2 separate regions of the Macaca mulatta genome follow, and region 1 is linked to region 2. A link is a contact called in public Hi-C data. All regions are on one chromosome and are shown on one strand. Each heading gives the region's core, a stretch centred on a gene start, on an enhancer-like site or on the middle of the called end of the contact. The rest is flanking DNA. Distances are from core to core; before and after follow the strand shown. Region 1 holds the start of ZNF454 (zinc finger protein 454). Region 2 holds the start of LOC144329390 (ZFP2 zinc finger protein).

Region 1 (3,134 bases), core at 594-3,093, 45 kb after region 2:
TAGAAAGGTTATATAATTGTGGGAGGCTACTTGTAATTGTGGACTGCGGTCATCGCCTCCTCATTGGTTTTCCTGTATCCCCTCTAGCCCCACCACTGTCTGCCCTCCTTGAAGCTGACCGGTGCTTCTATCAAAATGTGCCCAGCCATGTCACTCAGTTTCGAATCTACACATTTCCAGGCACACAGAATAAATCCAAATTTCCTTCCTTCAAGGCCTGTAGTTACCCCTGCAACACCATCTCGCACTCTTCCTTGTTCACTAGGCCCTCGCCAGTCATACTGACCTTGCCAAGCCTGGAGTTGACCAAGCACACTTCTCTCTGGACAGCATTTCTGTTGCCTCCGTTTAGAAGGTACTTTACCCACACGTTCACGTCGTTTCCTCCCTCACTGTATTCACATCTCTGCTCAGATGTTACCTCCTCAAAGAGAACTTCCAAAACTGCTGCTTGAAATAATTCTCCGTCCCATCACACCCTGACCCCTAACAGTAGTGTTATCACTATCCAATAAGTATTTTCTACTTGTCTGACCCCTCCTCTAGTACAATTAAAACTCCATGAGTGCAGGGGTTTCACAGCCATTTCTCCAGCCCCTGGACTCTGGGTTCTCACTCTCCGGGGCCCAGTTTGAGTGACCTGGAGTCACGAGGGAGGGGAGAGAGAAGGGTTACCAGCCATACTCACACAACATCCCCTCTGGTGCTTTACGGGGTCCCTGGGAACTGCTACAGGGGCTGCCCCTGGCCTTGCCAAGCACTTGACACATAAGTGCTCCAAAATGTCTATAGAATGAAATCTTCAATAAAACTCCAAACAGAATGCTGTAGTCACTGACACTGCTTCCTAAAACGTGGCCAACGATTCCGAATGTGACAAACGGGTCACGTTCCTGATTTTTTTCACCACCCACAAAGTTAAAACCCTCTCATCTTTCCTTCCTGAGCGCCATGCAAATTACCTATTCAAAAGCAACCAAGTATCTCCCGTTGGATATTCTTAGGCATCATCTCATCCTTGCCAGTCTCTGCAAAATATGGTCAAAAAAATAAATACCACCTTCTAAATACCACCCAGCTGTCCAGGATGCAGACTTCCTGGTATCCAGGCTCCTTCCTCTCCCTCTTCCCCACCTCTGAGAAGTCCTCAGGCACGAAGTGTTCTGCGTCCCGAACATTCCAGGGGCCGCCGGCCACCATGGGCTCTGTCCTGAGGTGCCAAGCGGGACATCCCTGCCCGACATCCTGTCCCCCCGCACCGCACACGCGTTAACGGCTGTGGCGTCTCCACCCCAGCACGCACTGGCCCGCCCGCGGGGCCAGGCTGGAAGCGTCGGGCGCTTGCCAGGCCAAGGCGCAAACCTGCCGCCTTCCAGGCCTTTTCCGCGCGGTCCCCGTCAGGAACGCGCCCGGTCGCCTCCTACTCCGTCTTCCGGACCTTCCCCGTCCTCTCTCGTCGGCGATCGGGCGTCGCTCCCCTGGACTAACCTCCCTTGTCCCATCTGCAGCTTTTCGCTCGTCTGCATCTTCCTGGGCCTTCGTGCAAGGCAGAGACCTGGTTCTAAAGCGAACGGAACGGAACCGATTCCGTAAGTTCATTCAGCTCCAGAATCCACCAGGTTCTAGATTCTGATGAGCGCGCCGAGGTCGGCGCGAAGGGGCCTCTGGGAAAGGTAGTTTCCGCGCCTGAAGCCGGGGGGCGGGGCCCTGTTCCCGCAGGCGCAAGGCAGCACGGTCTCCGCCGATTCTCCCTCTGGGAAGTGGAGTCTGGCCGGCGGAACCGCAGCAGCCCTGAGACTTGTGGGAATTCGGCCCAACGGTTCCCAGGGCAACGCGCAAGCGCAGTTCAGCTCCCGGCTGCAGACTCCAGCTCATTGTGTTCCGACTGCGATGTGGCGCTTGCGATCTCTCGCCGCCGGCAGAGGCTCCTCGAAGGGCGACACGGGGGTGACCAGGCACGGTGGTCAAAGCCGCAGAGGGAGAGCGGGAGCGGTCGTGAGGTCGTCTGGGGAGAAGGGCGGAGGCAAAGCCGAGGAGGTGCGGTTGTGGTCCCTTCTGCAGGACGCTGATCCAATGCCCCAAACTTCCCGGAATGTATGTCTGAGATTTGATCCCAAACAGAGAGAGAGAGGACGGCCAGGGGTGGTCATCCTGGGCTTGGGGTCGAGTCTGTGAGTGCCTGTGGAGGAGATGGAGCCAGGGCCTCTGGCCTGTGTCTTGGAGCGGACTCTGAGAAGCCCCGGGTTTCCGCTCAGGTGGTAGATACGCGCCTGGCGTGGTTCCGAGGCCGGAGGCGGCCGGTGCAGCAGCCCCCGAGGGACCCGGCGAAGCGGCAGCGGCGGGAGGGGGTTGTGTGTGATTAGGGCTCCTGACCCTTCCCTCTCCCCTCCCCCAACTCACACAAACGCCGCTTCTGCCCACCTGTGACTCCAGGCCACCCAAACTGGGCCCCAGAGAGTGAGAACCCTGAGGCCAGAGAAGGGTTTGCCTGAAAGGCTGCAACAGTGAAGAGCCAGCCTTCTTAGCCTCCTTTTTGAGGAGGAAGACGACGACCCTCCTTTTCCACTTCTCCTGTCACTCCCAGATAAGGCAGCTGTTCCAAAGCCGCCGAGGGAGAGCGGAGCGGTCTTCCAATCCAATCGAACCCACACTCTGCCCTCAGTTGCCTCTGCCCATCGCTTCCACCTTTTCGGGTACATCCTGGTGGATTCTGGAGCCGAATAACTTGTTAAAGAGATAATTCTCGGCCGGGTGCGGTGGCTCACGCCTGTAATCCCAGCACTTTGGGAGGCTGAGGCGAGCTGATCACCTGAGGTCAGCAGTTCGAGACCAGCCTGGCCAATATGGTGAAATACCGGTCTCTACTGAAAATATAAAAATTAACCGGGCGTGGTGGCGGGTGCGTGTAATCCCAGCTACTCAGGAGACTGGGGCAGGAGAATCGCTTGAACCCGGAAGGCGGAGCTTGCAGTGAGCCAAGATCATGCCATTGCTCTCCAGCCTAGGTGACAGAGCGAGACTCTGTCTCAAAAAAAAAAATTCTCTTGAGATCGCCCAGTGAGGCTGAAGGGAAAGACCAGAGGATGGGTGGAAGGCATGAGATCTGGGCCTGGAACAGGCTTTCTGCAAGGAAA
Region 2 (3,072 bases), core at 36-2,535:
AGCAGACATCAGGGGTATGGGGATTGTCGCTAAAGGCAGGTCAAGGACTTAAGACTTCAAGGTGGCAGATGAGAAATTTGGCTAACTATTGAGGATTGGCTCTCTAGCAGGATTCTAGGGACTTGCAGGCCCAGGACAAGGCCTGGTTAAAAAGAGGGGCTTAGAGGCCTAAAGTTTGGGTAAGGAGAGTGTCTTTGTCACCGTGAAAGAAGCAGAGGAAATTAGCAGCTACCTTTAGAAAACCAAGTGTTACCATATAAGCTACTACGTTGATCTGCACTTCTCCAAGTTCCAAAGTGGCAGATCCATTTGAAATTACCCAAACATAGGCCACACATTTAACTGATGGAGATTTTGTCTACATTCTGTACATTGATAATTCTGAAGCACTCCGAGCAGTGCCTGACAGTGAGTGAGCTGGGGGACGGGGTGTGGTAGTGACTCCTGAGAGGCCCGCAACACGTGCGGCACTGTGCAGCCTCATCTCTTCGTTATTCCTTGGTAAGGAGGACCTCTGGGTTCCATGCTTTCAGAGGACAGTGAGGCTTAGCCAAGGCCACCTCCCCTCCCCATGGGGTGGATGCCCACAGACTCCAAAGAGAGACTCTTTTTCTTTTCTTTTTGTTTTTTGTTTTGAGACGGAGTCTTGCTCTGTCACCCAGGCTAGAGTGTAATGGCACGAGCTCAGCTCAGTGCAACTTCTGCCTTCCGGGTTCAAGCGATTCTCCTGCCTCAGCCTCCAGAGTAGCTGGGATTACAGGTGCACATCACCGTGCCCAGCTAATTTTTTGCTTGTCTGTTTTGAGACAGAGTTTCACTCTTGTTGCCCAGGCTGGAGTGCAATGCACAATCTCAGCTCAGTGCAACCTCCACCTCCCGGGTTCAAGCAATTCTGCCTGTCTCCCAAGTAGCTGGGAGTACAGGCATGCGTCACCATGCCCGGCCTTTTTTTTTCTTTTCTTTTTTTTTTTTAAAGCATATTTAGTGAAAACAAGGTTTCTCCATTTTGGTCAGGCTGGTCTCGAACTCCTGACCTCAGGTGATCCACCACCTACCAAAGTGCTGGGATTACAGGCGTGAGCCACCACACCTGGCCAGACAGAGTTCTTTAGGCGGGGTAAGGGGCCGCCTGGGAACCCCGCGTCCCGCCTGGACACACCGATGACCTGCAGCGGCCACACAGTGGGCCACTGGCACAGCCTTGCCCTCTGGGCCCCCGTGCCTGCGCACTCCGACGGCCTGTTCGCGCTGCAGCCCCGCTGCCTTGTGGGAAATGTAGTCCGGCGCTCCGGGCCGTAAGCGCCGGGCGCGGCTGCGTCGGTCGCCACTGCTCCCGCTCCTGCGCTCCTGCTGGGAGAGGGTGAGTGCAGGGCCGGTGGCGGGGGTGTGCGCCAGCCTGAGTCTCGTAGGCCCCCGCAGGAGGAGCTCCGCACTGCTGGGCGAGGCCCCTGCCTCCTGAGGGCTGAGGGGCGGGCCCGCCGCAGATGGGCCGGGGGCGCGGCCTCCAGCTCCCGGTGCGCTCCTTCCCCAGGAGCTGGCGGCAGGAGCACACGGGCTGCCGACCTCCAGCGCGGTCCTGGTCAGGCGCCAAGGAGGAATCACAGCCCGGGAGCAGCGGGGATGGGGGCTCGAACAAGGGCCACACCAGCCACCACGGGTCAGGGAGGGGCCCAAGGTTCCAGGAGTCGCTCAGAGCCAGGTTCCTCCTTGGCTTTCCCCAGCCGCGCGCAGTTTTGTCCTGGGACAGGGCAGATGCTGCGAACGTGGAGCGAACCTGCCCCGCAGACATCCTGGGGATTCTGGGCGACAGGCCGGGTCTCCCTGCGCAGCATCTGCCCTTTGTGTAAACCGTGTCTGGGGACCCGCCCTCTGGTTCTCATTTGGAGGGCGCTGGCGTGGGTTCACCTCCCATCTCTCAATAAGAATTGGGAGGCCAACGTGGTGCAGGTTTCTACCTCGGAATCTTTTTTTTCCCTTAAGCCATTTCACTGTAGCGCAACTAGAAAATTCAGATTAAAACAATCATTCAAAATATATATCAATCTGCATGGCAGCGTGAATATGTGTATAAGCGTAGAAACACTTTGCGCTTTGTTTTTAAACAAATATGAATATTAGTAACTTTTTCACCATCTATCTTTTAGAATTGAGTCATGAGATGCGTTTGGTAAGGGGTTTGAAGTGCACAAATCTTAAGCCTCATAGTTTTTTACTGGCCTAAACATCCAATGAAGATAGAGAATACACCTGAAAAAAAAGCATTTCAATATGTTGACGCCATCTACTTATACCAGATTTTAAATACGTCGTCGTTTTAATGAGTGTGAGGGAAAGTATGGATCCTCGTATTTAATCCTCTCCTTAGGTTTTTGTGTTAGGGTTTTTTTTTTTTCCCCCCCCAGTATTATAAACAATATAGGCCATCTGGCTGCATACATCTTTGCATTTTGTCTTATTCTATAAATCTCTTAAAGTGCTGAGATCTGGCCACTGCATTCCAGCCTGTGCGACAGAGCAAGACTCCGTCTCAAAAAAAAAAAAAAAAAAAAAAGTCTCTTAAAGTGAAATTTCTAGGTCAAGGGTACAGTAAGGCTTTTGATACTTCCTGTCTTATTCCCTCCAGAAAAGTTCCAGTTTATACAAACACTTGCAGTGTAAGAGTGCGAGATTTACCCACACCAACTGTGAATGTTAGTATTCTCTTGAACTTCTGAGAGGTGCAAAAGATAGGATTGTTTACATTTGCATTTTGAACACTAATGAATATTTTCATGCAGTTTGCATTTTGTATTTTAATGTTGTGTCTCATACATAAATAAGCTTCTTTCCTGACTATGCAGAAATGTCACAGGTTCGTATGGTCAGACATGAAAACCTTTTCTTCACGTTTGGGTGTTTGACATCATTGGCAGAGAAGCTGTCTGTCCCACGAGATCACAAAAATGTTTGTAGTTTCTCTTAGTACTTTCATGTTTTGTGTACATTTACATTTTTTTTCAAATGGTAAGCCTTTGTTACAGTTTACTTAGTAATTTTTTTCTTTGGTGATATGAAATGTCATTTATTTCATAT

Evidence for each region. Hi-C and Micro-C count contacts between places; a contact is called where the count stands out from the background.
Region 1: a contact with region 2 is called in a Hi-C map of fetal cortex germinal zone, with 1.7 times the contacts expected there. The contact joins the promoter of ZNF454 here to the promoter of LOC144329390 in region 2. A contact is called at or near these places in 2 of 14 Hi-C or Micro-C datasets (cortical neurons and fetal cortex germinal zone).

The regions. Positions count from the first base shown.
Region 1 is chr6:187,848,737-187,851,870 of T2T-MMU8v2.0, forward strand. ZNF454 (zinc finger protein 454) reads left to right here and starts at 1,844. Exons shown (of 6, transcript XR_013395037.1): 1 at 1,844-2,094.
Region 2 is chr6:187,804,612-187,807,683 of T2T-MMU8v2.0, forward strand. LOC144329390 (ZFP2 zinc finger protein) reads left to right here and starts at 1,286. Exons shown (of 6, transcript XM_077937510.1): 1 at 1,286-1,360. The region is part of intron 8 of ZFP2 (ZFP2 zinc finger protein); the gene reads left to right.